Linked DNA regions of Mus musculus: regions 1, 2 and 3 are each linked to region 4. The links are chromatin contacts, called in public Hi-C and HiChIP or PLAC-seq maps. All regions are on one chromosome and are shown on one strand. The core of a region is the stretch at or near the end of the contact, and the rest is flanking DNA. Distances in the headings are between cores, read along the strand shown.

Region 1 (3,434 bases), core at 385-2,884, 140 kb after region 4:
AAAGAGTGGACCAGTCAATTTTGGAAAGACTTTCTGTAGCTTTTTATGTAACAGGTGGTCTAATTCAGGTCTCATTCAGGATGCTATAGCAAATTATCCCAAACTGGGCAGTTTATAAACAGCAGAAGTCTATCATTCATCATTTTGGAGGCTGATAGTCCACTGTCAAGGTGTTTCAGGTTTGGTGTGTGTTGAAGGCTTTGTGCCTCACAGATGGTCTTTCCTCTGTCTCGGGGCAGACATCAGGCAGGACTGCATACTGGGACCCTTTAAAATCAGGCTAATCGTGCTCTAGACTAATTACTGCTCAGAGGTCTTACCTAATCCCTCACTGTGGTGACTAGGTGTCATCCTGTGTGACCACGGGGGTGGGGGTGGGGGTGGGTAAGAATGGAGGACACAGACACTCAGGTCAAGGCAGCAGCTAAGCTCTACCCTCTGCCAATTTCAGCCAGATACATCTCAAAGCTGTTTCTGCTCTGTTGCCTAAGCAGAACATAGCTCTGTAGTTCCCTCTCAACGTTTCATGGGATATACTTTGGGGAAAAATAAACCAAGCAAACTATTCAATATCTACAGGTTTGTTCACACTAAATAGTGTGGCTGTTGGAAGCAGGGGCGACGTGCAAAGTGGAGAAAGCTCATGTTTTCTTAGTGGAACTATCATTTGGTTCCACTACAGACAGTGCCTGCAGGCACCAGCGCTGCGAGGCTGAAGGGCTGCGGAAGACAGGGTGGTAGGTTAGAGATTCTTGGCAGTTAAGTAGCTGGTGGGAGCCAGTAGCACTGTGGATGCAGCACTCAAACTAGATACGTAGAGTGCCGCAAAGGTGTGTGGGTGTGTCATATGTACGTTTTGTTTGCAGCTGCATTGTTTGAACACGAAACGGGAAGCAATATAAATGTCTGGGTGGATAGATATCTGTATATTTCACCAGTACAATTCTGTAGAACAGCTCAAAGGAAACAACCAGGATTACATGTGACATATGGGCAAGACTGAAGAATAATGTACAGAAAAATAAGTTGTTGATTATTGTCTTAGTTAGGGTTTTACTGCTGTGAACAGACACCATGACCAAGGCAAGTCTTATAAAAACAACATTTAATTGGGGCTGGCTTACAGGTTCAGAGGTTCAGTCCATTATCATCAAAGAGAGAGCATGGCAGTATCCAGGCAGGCATGACGCAGGAGGAGCAGAGAGTTCTATGTCTTCATCCAAAGGCTGCTAGTGGAAGACTGACTTCCAGGCAACTAGGGTGAGGATCTTATACCCACACCCACAGTGACACACCCATTCCGACCAGGTCACACCTATTCCAACAAGGCCACACCTTCATATGGTGCCACTCCCTGGTCCAAGGATATACAAACCATCACAATTATGTATAACATGAAGTCATTAGCTAAAATGAAAATGATTCACAGATGCCCTACCAAAGGCCTCTCTAACGTCCACTAGATATGCTCTTAGGAGCTCAGCTATTTATCTCCTCTTCCATTCTTTCTATTCAACTTGCTTTTCACCTTAGTACCAGTCTGGTTTCCTGCTGCATGTGGGTCAGGACTGACTGACATCAATGGCATTCAACATGTTTGCCAGAGTCATCTTTCTGAGCCTATGTCTACCCTGTCTTCAGCAGCCCCACCCCTCCCCGCCGTCCCCTGCAGCCCTGCTGCCTGCAGGCCCTGTCCCTAGCTGGAATGACTGTTCTTCACCTTGTCTTTTTTTGTTCACCTGGCAGAAGTCTGCATAGAAATCTTCAAAGCCCAGAGCTGGGGTTGTTTTTTGGGTCAAAAGTGGACATTTACTTTCCCATGGATGTGCGGACTTCATTCTCGCAGGAGGGGCAAGAAGGTGGCTCGCTGGCCTGCAGCTTGACCTTGTTAAGGGCAGTGGTCTTAGGGGCATCTTAAGGCCTCGAGGCTCTTTGCCAGATTATTGTGCACTGTGGAGGCCACTAGAGGTTGCATTGGAGACCGTCTTCATTTCTTACAGGCTGTGAATCATTCCTAACTAAACAGTTTTCTTTTCCTGTCTGGGATCAGGTTGAGGAGGACTTTTCAAACTTAATTTTTGAGGAAAACAAACAGGTTTGGATCCCTTAGTCATGAAGTTGGTTGTATTTTAGGGAGCAGTGGAGATAATCCTGCTGATGACTCCTCTGCCAGGAGGAACCTCAGAATGAATTAGGTAGAGACAAAGGGATTGCTTTTAGGAGACTGTGCTGGCCCCATGCAGTGGATTAACCCCAGTTCTAGGCAGGTACTCAAAACCGAGCTATCACCTAGTCCCTTCCTTACAGTTTATAGATTTGGCAAAGTGTCTCACTTCACTGCCCTGGCCCTCACATCCCTCTGTAGCCCAAGCAAGCTTTGAACATGGGGTCCTCATGCTGAAGCCTCCCCAGTAGCAGGGATGTAGGCCTGGCTGCCACGCCCTCTCCTCCCTCCCTTCTCCTGTCTTTCCCCTCTGCTTTACTTATGCTATTTCTGTTCATTGCAAGATAAACATCAGAGAACATAAAATAAAATTTACAGAGGAAAATTAAATGTCAGTGTTTGTAGGGGGTGAGGGCACCCCCAAATACAGCAGTGCCTTGCATGGAAAAGGGGTCCAACAAATTTTCCAACAAAACCTAACCTCTATATTATGTTAATCGATCATTGCCATTCTTTTTAAATTCAGGCAGAATGGTAACTTTATTGTCTAAATTTTATTTTACTGTAGATACAAGGGAGAGTGCAGCCAGAGGCAGAAACATCTGGGGAGTCTGAATCAAACAAGTGAAGCCATGTGAGGAGAGGGGAAAGTATTGCTGACCAAGAAGGGTGGCCCAGGCCAGGAGACCAGTGTAACCAAAATGGTTGAGTTATATAGGGGCCAGAGAAGCTGGGGAGGGGAGTTCCGCCCAATAGCTGGGCTGGAGAGTTCAGAGTATGGGGAGGGTGTGCCAGCCAAGAGGGCCCTTTAACAGCTAGAGACTGAGGGATGCTGGAAGAAACAGGCAGCCAGCATTCTCTTTGATATGTTAATGGGCACCTTAGGCATTTGTCCTGGGTTTGAGACCTAACAGTTATGAATATGTAATTATTTTAAATAAAAAAATCTCTTATGCCTGTTTTAGTATTTTACTGTGTATTATACAGCCTGTGGTGTAAATGCACCATCCACTGTCAATCATTTAATGACTTTTTTGTACCTATTTTATTTTTTTTAACTACCACAAGCCACTTGACCATATTTTTCAAAGAGGTCTAAAGAGAGAACAGACTACTCTAAGGTCTTTGTGATCGTCCTCCAGTGGCTATACACAATTTTGAAGACCATGTGTTACATGGAATGAACCTGTACAACAGAGCTAAAGTCAGAAAAGTGGCTTTTTATGGATTTCCTCTCTGGATGTTTCAGAAAGTCTAAGTGTTGAATGAT
Region 2 (3,259 bases), core at 301-2,800, 210 kb after region 4:
CTGTGTGTACCACAGTGGTACCACAAATCTGTATGACCCGAGGAAAGGGCTGTTGATGAATTGCTCACAATTAGAGTTCACTATTAGTGTGCTGAGAGACTGGATTGACATATATGCTCAGGAAGAAGTAGGATTATTTAGCAAAAATCACTAATGCATCTAAATTAATTCAAGTTAAGTAGTGGTGAAAAGGTATTTTGCAACTACGAGCACCATGTAAGAGTTGAAACTTAAAAGAATCAGATTACAGATCATCAAATAAATCATTCCAGATAGTAGAGGAATGTTACTCCATTGAGGGACCCTGTACACCCCTCCCTGCCAAAAAAATGAACACACACACACGCATACACGCATGCATGCACTATATGCATGCAAAATGACAGGAAAGAAGAAAAATTGAAGCCCTACTATGCTGCTGACTCCTGTGTTTTCATGTGCTTTTTCACTGTTTCTTTAAAACACCATGAGATGCCAGCCTCTTCCACATAGTCAGTCCATTTAGGTTTGGAAACTGATCATTCATCCAAATCTAAGCCATAGCTAAGTAACAGGGATTGGATCAAATTCCCCTTACAACACATTGTCTTCCTCTGTTTGGGATGGTGCGCCTGTCATTGATAACTGCAGTTTTCCCTGAAGTAAACAAATTGTGAAGGAGAGAGCACAAGCAGGAGATCGTCAGCTCATCAGAATGCCACATTGACTTCCCAGTCCAAAGCCCCCAACCTGATGTAGTAGGAGCCTGTAGCAAGGAGAAAGGGAGGGGCCGAGAGTCAACTGAGCCATACATGTGGTGTCCATTCTATGGCAGGAGCTGAAGGTTTCTGTCAATCAAAAGCTTCTCTTGGGGTCAGGTATGGATATCAGTCTATACCTGTAATTCCAGGGCTTGAGAACAGACCAATCTGACAAGATCCTGTATCCATCCATTGCTCCAAAGGGCCCAACCTGTGTCCCACTGTTCTAGTCCAACAAGGTTGAGAATAGGCCAGTGAAGAGGTTTAAAAACAAACTTTGTGACTGCCTCCTGACATGTGTCTTCCCTGTGAAGACAAGCAGATGTGTTGGACAATGAGGAGAGACTGAGGCAAGCCGCAGCAGGTCTCAGAGCACAGGCCTCGGGTGCCAGGCAGAGGCTAAGACCATTGGCAAGGGTGTGGGGGCTGGAGAGATGGAGGACCATGCTCTGGGTGGGTGACTTGGGTGATCTTCGAGGCTTTCTGTAGCTCTGTACATTGCAAACTTGTTGGGTGGTTTTGTTGATGATAACATATCCACGGGTGCAATCACTCATTTAACTATCATTTCCTGAAACTTATTTATCTCTAATGAATTTAGGATGACATCAGAAATAAATAAGACACTCCCAACATACTCCTGTGTGATACCTCTAATCTTTGCGATCCAATGCCTCTGTCTTAGTTAGGGTTCCTGTTGTTGTAGTGAAACCCCATGAGCAAAAGGGAAGTTGGGAGGAAAAGGTTTATGCAGCTTGAAGTTCCCCACTGTTCATTATTAAAGGAAGAAGTCAGGACAGTAACTCAAACAGGAAATGATCCTGGATGCAGGAACTGATGCAGAAGCCAGGAAGCGGTGCTGCTTACTGCCTTGCTCAGCCTGGTTTCTTACAGAACTCAGGGCCACCAGCCTAGGGGTGGTACCACCCACAGTGGGCTGGGCCATTCTCCACTAATCACTGATTAAGAAAATGCCCTATAGCTGGATCTCATGAAAGTATTTTCTCAATTGTGGTTCCCTCCTTTCAGATAATTCTAGCTTGTGTCAAATTGATAAAAAGCTAGCAAGCAGGGTGTCTTACAGTGTAATTACGGTCTCGTAGGAACAGCTTCTGGCCATTACTCTGGGAGTTATAAATCATGAGTTGGCCATGAATGACCACTGTAATATTCTCCAGGTGTGTCTTAGGCTATTTAAAAAAGTTAAGCAACCGTGGTTGAACACCATGTTAATCCCATCATTTGGGAGCCGGAGGCAGGAAGAATACACAATACACATTAGAGGCCAGCTTGGGCTTCATAGTGAGGCCCTGTTTCAACATTCTCTCTCTCTCTCTCTCTCTCTCTCTCTCTCTCTCTCTCTCTCAGGGGACCCGGTTTTTCTGATCCTCAAGGAGGAGTTTTTTATATCTGACAATAAAATAGGACTGTTTGGATTTTTTTCCGTTTATGCCCACTGTATGCTTACATATACATTTTCTTTTCCTGCACATGAGGTAACTGGTGACCGAAGAGCATTGTTCTTACTGGGCAAGCACTCTACTAGAGAGCTCTACTGCTAGCCCTCCTAGCTGAACCCAGGCAGTGCCCATTCTGTTCCTTTACAAAGCATAAACAGGAATGGGCTGGTCTGGTAGAAAGCCTCACCTGGCATCTGAAAGGCAGAACAGATGAGCTGGGAAAACAGAGCCAGCCAGGTGCATATGTGTGGTGTCTGAGGAAACAAATGTGTCCACGGAAAGATGGAACCCCCAGGGACCCACTGGGACAGCTGTGGTGATCTCAGGGATGGGGAGCCTGCGGGGAGATGTCTAACTAGGCATAAAATGGAGTGAGGTCCCAGTGTGGCTTCTTGTCCTGCCCCCAAGGCCGTTGCTCCTTGGCTCACAAGCTCAGGCCAGTCCTCATTCATACACTCTCTACCCTATGTGCATTCATTGTAATCATCATCCTGATAAGGGCTAAGTATCACACTACTCCTACTGCCCAGATTCCAAGAATGTCGGCATCAGTCACTCTCATGCATCCCCCCCCTCTAATTATTTGGGAACCTCACATCGGGCACCCTGATTATGCTCACCTCCTAGTCTTCCCATGTCCACCTCCCCCTTTGACTCCCTGCTTGAAAGAAAAAAAGGAAAGAGCAAGTCCATTTTGTGTTGTCCATATAGTTATTGGAGCATGGTCGAATTCCTACTGGCCAGCCCCACCTGGTATACTGAGTCTTCTCTGCCTGCATCCACTCCAGAAGCCGTCAAATGAGGAAGTGCATGCATAGGCCAGTGAGGAGCGGAGCCAGGTCTCCCATGCCCATGGACAGTAACACCTGAAAAGGCAGCAGTCCAGACCAGGGACATCCATGTGGGATTTGGCGTTGACATGGGCCACAGACCTCAGTATGGTGCCTGGCTCTAACCAGAACCCTGACCCACCCATGACCCTCAGAAGCTGCGTGGAGCACAGGCTTCATTGTGGCCTCAGGTGGCTGGCTATACATGCCACACACATCAGGATGGCTC
Region 3 (3,352 bases), core at 852-3,351, 160 kb after region 4:
TGTCTTGGTATTTTGGTTTTTTTTACAAAAATGAATTATCGCTGAATATGCACATGTACTCTCTTGTCTCTGCCAAGTGTTCCTCTAAGCCACCAAAAAGCCACCATCAAAGCCAGGCGTGATGGCGCACGCCTTTAATCCCAGCACTCAGGAGGCAGAGGCAGGTGGATTTCTGAGTTCGAGGCCAGCCTGGTCTACAAAGTGAGTTCCAGGACAGCCAGGGCTATACAAAGAAACCCTGTCTCGAAAAAAAAAAAAAAAAACAAACAAAAAAAAAAAAAGAAAGAAAAAAAAAAGCCACCATGAGATGTGAGCCTCTGCCTTGTACTTCCACAGCTATGCATAATAACACACCCCTGTTCTTCATAATAAAGAAGTAACAGGACCATAAACATGATGGCTTGTCAGTCTTGCTGATCTATTTATGCAGTGTTACGTCAGCCCATGGTGCTGCTTCCAGCAGCTTTGTAGTGACTTCAGAATCAGCATTGTGAGTCCTTTCCATTTGAGAAGGATTGCTTTTTGATGTGATATTGATGCCCGTTCTTCCACACCACACGCTTTGAGGCTTTCTTCTGTCTCTGTGAGTCATATTGGAAAGGTTACTTTGAAGTGATCATGAATTCACTTTCAGAACAGATCTCATTATTCTATTAATGGTATGGATTTAGATGGAGTTGGATATATTCTAAAAGTTTGACCTTTGAGCCCTTAACCTTCAAGTCAAAGTGCAAATCAAAGGATAATCCTGGCAACTAAAGAGCACCTAGCATGGTGCCCAGACATGCCAGGCACAAACCATGCCTTGGCTGCCTCTTCCCTCCCCTTCTCCTAGGTCAGCCTTTCCTGTACTTGTACAGTGACTCTGAATTCTTGCATAAGGGTCAGTCTTTTTTCATGGAGAAGTTGATTTCTCCGAGGTCATTGTTTCTGTCTTGGGGAATCTTTTTGTTGTTGTTGTTTTTCGAGACAGGGTGTCTCTGTATAGCCCTGGCTGTCCTGGAACTCACTCTGTAGACCAGGCTGGCCTCGAACTCAGAAATCCGCCTGCCTCTGCCTCCCGAGTGCTGGGATTAAAGGCGTGCGCCACCACGCCCGGCTCTGTCTTGGGGAATCTTGAACATGCCCTGTGATGTAGTGTCAATTTGTCAACACCTGTCTGGAACTGAGTATATAAGTTACTTCTATCATTCCTGTCATGAAATGCTTGACAAATGTCACTTAAAGAAAGTTTTATTTTGGTTTTATTTTGGCTCATGGTTTGAGGGGACAGTCCATCGAGACAGAGGAGGAATGATGGCAGGAGCACGAGGCAGCTCATGTCAGGCATCACATCTCCAGTCAGGAAGCAGAGAGAGATACGTGATAGCACCCCTCTTCCCTTTCCTTTTTATTTAGTCTGGGATAAAGAATGGCGCTCGCTACCCATGAGGGCAGGTCTTCCCAGCTCAGCTAAATCTCTCTGGAAACACCCAGCTTGGCATGTCCATGGGTTTGTCTCTGAAAGTGGCTTTAAATCCTGCTAAGCTGACACTCAGGATTGATTAAATATCACACCAAGCTTGACCTATAGCAAGTGCCCATTCAGTGCATGTTTGGTAAGTGAATCCCAGGTGTTGATCATACTGTCTTATCTACTTGCAGAAATAGAATGCTTGCACCTGTTCTAACTAACGCCTCTATCATTTGTATGAATATTTAAGTACAAGGATCTTTTACACAAGATTTGGTAAGATAATTTTCCATATGACTTAACATGTTTAGCTTTCTCAAGTGGCATAACTTTCTGCAAATGATATATTTATGACATCCAGATACTTCCTTTTTAAGCCAATTTGAGACAACTAGAAAGGATTGGTTCTCAGTAATAAACTCTAAAATACAGGGGGCAGGGGGAAGTGAATAGGGACACCGATGTGAGAGAGGATGGACGCTCAAGCAGTGTGGGGCCACAGGGAAGCATGCCCCCGTCTCCAAGTATAGCTGATAAACTTTATGCAACAGTCATGGTTTTCCTTCATTCTCTGTACCTCCGAAGTCTAGACATGAAACAATGAACAAAGGTCACCCCAGAGTTGTTACTGGCTGAGGTGAGCCTGACTCATGACCAAAGAATGGTGCCTGTGCTCACTGAGTCTTTACAGCCGTCACTGGGAAACCACCTACCTAAAGAGACCGAGTTGTTTTTTGGACTCAGGATAATTGCATTCAAGAGCTAAACAGAGCTGTCAGGCTGAAGGCATGTTGAGAAATGGGTGCTACCTCAAAGAGTGGATTGTGTTATCAAATAGCTCAGGAATGAGTTCATCCTAGGTAGCAGTTTGGGTTTTGTGATTATTGTTGTAATTGCAGTTTCTCCTGTAGGTTTCTGAGAGCCTTGAGTGTGCTAAGATTTAGTTTGCACAGTGTTTTCAAGAGGATAGGTAGAAGCAGCATCCCCAAAGGGTGCCACTGGGGTCTTGTTTACTGACTCAACCCAAAGCCCTTCAGTACTGGTAATTAGCAGGATTATCCCCCTTGCCCAAACCCATCAGTCCTGGGGGTTAGCAGTTTAAAGAATCACGATGCAGAGTAAGAACTTTGCTTTTGAGTAAGGAGTCTTGATTCCTCGGCTCTTGTTTTTAGACTAGGTCATTTGTGATAGTATATTGTATTGAAGCTGTGTCTACTGTTTCACTAAGAATTTAAATTGGGATTTGCAACCAAACTGATCTAACTCTATGTATAGGTACATAACACCTGTAAAATACTTTAATTTCTGGGCTATAAATACTTGATTTTATTTTACTTTTGTTTTGGTTTTGAGACATGGCATCACTCTGTAGCCTCGAGTCTGGTGTCCCCTCTATTGCCTAGAATGGGCATGCACTCCCAGCAATCCTCCTGCTTCCTCCTGAGTGTTGGGATTATGGACACATTCCATGACACCCAGGTGTGCTGTCGGTTTTGGGATGTTACTTGGGTAGCCTGTTCTGTTTGGTGTCTGTCAACTGTCAGTGTGATGCATTTAAAAGTTAGTTTTCTGCAGCATTTGTCCTGAAACTCGTGACAACTAAAGGGGACAAAAATATCCAGGGGTAGAATTGGATACATGAAAAGCAAACTGATGCCTTCTTCTGTGGACAAGAATACCACAGGCAACCAGTGATGGTGCAGACGGCAGAGAAACTTGGTATGACTGGTTGCATCCTGAAGTCCTACCAAAGAGAAAACCGTGTCTAGTTCAAGTGTAGGGACACACAGACTACTCTGTAAGCTTGAGAACTCCTCTTCCTTCCCCTACTTTACCCCCTCCCCCCACACACACTTCCGACTTCTAATAGAAGTTATTTGCTTAACTAGATGTGGCGGC
Region 4 (3,236 bases), core at 439-2,938:
CAATAGCAAACTCTTTCTCAAAACCAGCCTATGGCCCACTTCCCTTGGCTAGGACTCTCGGGCACTCTCTCCTAAGCAGCAGCCCATGGAGTTTTGGGGCCTTCTGAGTGACATAATCAACAAAAGCTTTCCTGGAGGTTCCAGCTACTGGTGGTGATTCCCGCTATCTGAAGGGAGAATCGGAAGAGTTGTATGACCGTGTATGATCTTGTATGACTGTGTATGATCTCGAATCCTGTTCAGCAAATCCTGGGTACTTATTCGGGACTTAACATTGAGCAAAGGCATAAATGCCCTGTTGTTTTGTTGTCAGCCATTGTGAGACTGTGGAAGTTGTGATTCTCTCTTTCCTCACAGTTGGTTCCCTGCCTTTGACTGAAAACCCTCCCTTTGTTTGTTTCCCAGTGGTGGTTAGAACTGTGGAAGTTTGGTTTTAGATGATGGCTCACCAGAATGTGTTCTCCCTCCTCTCAGAGTCTTCCAGGGCCACACCTTTACGTAACCAAGTGACTCGTGCCATCCTGATTCGGCCTGTGTGTGCTATATTTGCCTTATATCTTTCCATAGATTCTAAGCAAGCCAGTACACTGCATACTTCACACAGGTTATCTCACTTAGTCCTCCTAACAGCCCTACCAGTTAGGTATTGGTACTGTTTTACAGCTTGGAAATCAGAGCTTGAGAAGGTAAATAGTGGCCAGGTTTGTAGAGTATGGGCACAGAGGCTTAAGGCTGATGTTGGTGTCCATGGATTTTGGACCCATCTCCGATGAGTCATTCCCAGCTTCGTGGAGGACACATATCACTTGGGGAACACATAAGAGTAAAATCTGTGCCTACCTCTTGTCCACTGCCTCCTGCAGTGCCTATTTTGTCTAAGGCAAGTGACTAACTGGGTTCTCTCTGGTTACATAAGCCATCAACATCCATAACATATATTTTATAATAATTTATTTTTTATTCACTTTATATCCCAATCACAGCTCCCCTCCTCTCTTTTCAGTCTCACTCTTACAAATCCCTCCCCCCATTGCTTCTTACCCCTTTCCTCAGAGATGGGGAGCCCCCCTTGGGTACCACTCTACCCTGGGACATCCAGTCCCAGCAGGACTAGGCACATCCTCTCCCAATGAGGCCCAACGGGGCAGCCCAGGTAGGGGAAGGGGATCCAATGGCAGGGAACAGAGACGGAGACTCCCCCCACTGCACTTGTTAGGGGGCCCATATGAAGACCAAGCTGAACATTTGCTACGAATGTGTGGGATGGTCTAGGCCAAGCCCCTGCCTGCTCCCTGGCTAGTGACAGTCTCTGTGAGTCCACATGGTCCCAGGTTAGTTGACTCTGTAGGTCTTCTCCAGCAGCATATTTTTAAAGGTGTATTTTATTTTTTACATTATGTGTGTGAGTTGCACGGGAGCAGGGGGCTGCACATGGTTGCAGGTGTCTGTGGAATCCAGAGACATTCGGTCCTCCTTGGAAATCTATAAAGTATATTTAACCTTAGACCATTATCATAATGCATAAGGACCTGGGCACTCCAGAAGGAATAAACAAAGAAAGGTCAAGTGTTGGAGAGAGTAAGGTTAAAGAAAAAAGAGAATTTTGTGGGTTTGTCACCCGGAAGCTGGATATCTGAACACGTGATTCTGAGGGTGACAGTAACCTTTGGAAACTAGAGGCCAAATCCCCACCCTTCCGGTAACAGTAACAGTGCTTGGTTCTCTGTGGTCACACGGGGTGAAGACTGACAGACGTGTTTGACTTAATGCTCTACGATGTCTTTGCAAAGTAACTGATTAAAAAAAAAAACTAATAAAATGAAAATTGAAATCTCAAAACAAAACAAAAATCCCTTGGAAGTCATAGAAAGCCCCTGTGCTTGGCCTCCTAGTGAACACAAGAGGGCGCTAGGCTCACATGATTCACTGGCTGCCTATGAACACACTAGACACATTACTTAAAAGGCATTTCTTAAACGTTGCACGTGCTGAACCAACAGATTGCTTCACACTGTAATCTCCACCCCTTGTGTAGTAACTGTCATCTCAGTTAATTTTATGGGTCTCAAAGGCTTGCCCGTCCATAGAATGAGGAATTATATACCTAAAAACAAAACCCAGAAGTTTTGTCAGGTATGAGGATCTGAAAGAAGAGTTGCAAAAGCAACTTTTTTCTGGTGAAACCTCCCAACAGCTTAAGAGGAAGGGGCTTTGGCGAAGATTTCAAGTGTTATAATTCTGTAGGACACACGCTGTCTGAGCTGGACATCGCTAACCCTTCTAACTCCCCAGCTGGTTCCAGACTCACAAAGCTCACTCCCATGATTCCTCAGCTTCTCACGGGGGCGGGGCTGTCTGTGTCAATGTCAAGGAGCATTGGGGGGGGGGGGGGGTCTAACTAATAATTCTGTTTTTTTGTGGTACAATAAAGAAGAAAATCGGATAAATAAACACATGGTGGTAGCTACAGTTCTTATTTTAGGAAAGTTATTAGACAGAGGAGTGTTACATACCATTCAGATTTTACATCGTTATCTGGAGAAGGCATTAAAATGAAAAGGGTAGAGCTGGGGAACAATGGAAATTAGGGTTTTGCCATGAGTTTGAGACGGGGGTTGTTTGTAGGAGTGGACACTGGCAATGAAGGACAGACAGGCCTGATTTGTTACACAGGAAGGATCAGAGATGAAGATGCTGGGTTAGGACCCACTGGCAAGGAGAACTTTGACATGGATGTACTCACTAAGAATAGAACATTAGTACTCTTCTAGTTGCTATGACAGGACACCTGACAAAAGCATCTTAAGGAAGGTGGGGTTTACAGTTTGAGGGCACAGTATATTCCAGCAGCGGCGGGGTGGGGGGCCAGTTGCTTGCATGGTACCTGGAGTCAGGAAGCAGCGATGGATGGGGGCACTCACCTTGCTTTCCCCAACCCCTGGTAGAATGGCACACACATCTAGGGTGGGTCTTCCCTCCTTGGTCAACCCCATCCTCACGGAATCACAGACTCACCTAGGATCTTGTCTCTTCAGTGGCTCAAGATCGTGTCAACTTGACAGTGAGTGTTAACCATCAGATGAGGTCAGCATAGAGAAAGAAGGTTTGAGGGACAGCCTTACGGGCCTAGAAAGTCTCAAGAGGGACAGGTGTATCCGATACCACACCACTGTCTAGGGAAGACAGCAATCCTAGTGTTACATACTGCAGAGAGAAACATGACAAGCACCAGAAGT

Evidence for each region. Hi-C and Micro-C count contacts between places; a contact is called where the count stands out from the background. HiChIP or PLAC-seq counts read pairs in DNA pulled down with a chosen protein or histone mark.
Region 1: an HNF4G HiChIP or PLAC-seq map of pancreatic cancer cells shows a contact between it and region 4. The contact joins two enhancer-like sites. A contact is called at or near these places in 7 of 39 promoter capture datasets (the 3T3-L1 cell line, 3T3-L1-derived adipocytes, embryonic stem cells and 4 more), 2 of 484 Hi-C or Micro-C datasets (bone marrow-derived macrophages and embryonic retina) and 5 of 115 datasets of contacts at active chromatin or transcription factors (CD8 T cells, effector CD8 T cells, kidney and 2 more).
Region 2: a contact with region 4 is called in a Hi-C map of bone marrow-derived macrophages, with 32 read pairs. The contact joins two enhancer-like sites. A contact is called at or near these places in 10 of 39 promoter capture datasets (the C10 cell line, the HPC-7 cell line, cranial neural crest and 7 more), 1 of 15 datasets of contacts at CTCF or cohesin (the NIH/3T3 cell line), 12 of 484 Hi-C or Micro-C datasets (Th2 cells, bone marrow-derived macrophages, embryonic fibroblasts and 3 more), 10 of 115 datasets of contacts at active chromatin or transcription factors (CD8 T cells, the HPC-7 cell line, SST interneurons and 6 more) and 1 of 9 other capture datasets (embryonic stem cells).
Region 3: a contact with region 4 is called in an HNF4G HiChIP or PLAC-seq map of pancreatic cancer cells. The contact joins two enhancer-like sites. A contact is called at or near these places in 6 of 39 promoter capture datasets (embryonic stem cells, frontonasal cranial neural crest, liver and 2 more), 6 of 484 Hi-C or Micro-C datasets (embryonic fibroblasts, embryonic stem cells, granulocyte-monocyte progenitors and 1 more), 4 of 115 datasets of contacts at active chromatin or transcription factors (CD8 T cells, bone marrow-derived macrophages, pancreatic cancer cells and 1 more) and 4 of 9 other capture datasets (adipose tissue, embryonic stem cells, liver and 1 more).

What each region holds. Positions count from the first base shown.
Region 1 is chr6:50,406,816-50,410,249 of GRCm38.p6, reverse strand. All of the region lies in intron 2 of Osbpl3 (oxysterol binding protein-like 3), which reads left to right. Among named protein-coding and RNA genes, the nearest start is that of Gm52900, 27 kb to the right of the region's middle. Within about 2 kb of position 1,634, at least 9 of the 459 cell types and tissues checked have an H3K27ac peak or open chromatin away from gene starts, as enhancers often do. A contact at or near this core is called in CD8 T cells and pancreatic cancer cells, where this site is marked.
Region 2 is chr6:50,339,077-50,342,335 of GRCm38.p6, reverse strand. All of the region lies in intron 11 of Osbpl3 (oxysterol binding protein-like 3), which reads left to right. Among named protein-coding and RNA genes, the nearest start is that of Gm52900, 41 kb to the left of the region's middle. Within about 2 kb of position 1,550, at least 6 of the 459 cell types and tissues checked have an H3K27ac peak or open chromatin away from gene starts, as enhancers often do. A contact at or near this core is called in bone marrow-derived macrophages, where this site is marked.
Region 3 is chr6:50,389,275-50,392,626 of GRCm38.p6, reverse strand. The region is part of intron 2 of Osbpl3 (oxysterol binding protein-like 3); the gene reads left to right. Gm52900 (a long non-coding RNA gene) reads right to left here. Exons shown (of 3, transcript XR_003956428.1): 3 at 2,932-3,197. Among named protein-coding and RNA genes, the nearest start is that of Gm52900, 9.3 kb to the right of the region's middle. Within about 2 kb of position 2,101, at least 72 of the 459 cell types and tissues checked have an H3K27ac peak or open chromatin away from gene starts, as enhancers often do. A contact at or near this core is called in CD8 T cells and pancreatic cancer cells, where this site is marked.
Region 4 is chr6:50,544,288-50,547,523 of GRCm38.p6, reverse strand. No RefSeq gene overlaps it. Among named protein-coding and RNA genes, the nearest start is that of Gm38806, 5.1 kb to the right of the region's middle. Within about 2 kb of position 1,688, at least 73 of the 459 cell types and tissues checked have an H3K27ac peak or open chromatin away from gene starts, as enhancers often do. A contact at or near this core is called in CD8 T cells, bone marrow-derived macrophages and pancreatic cancer cells, where this site is marked.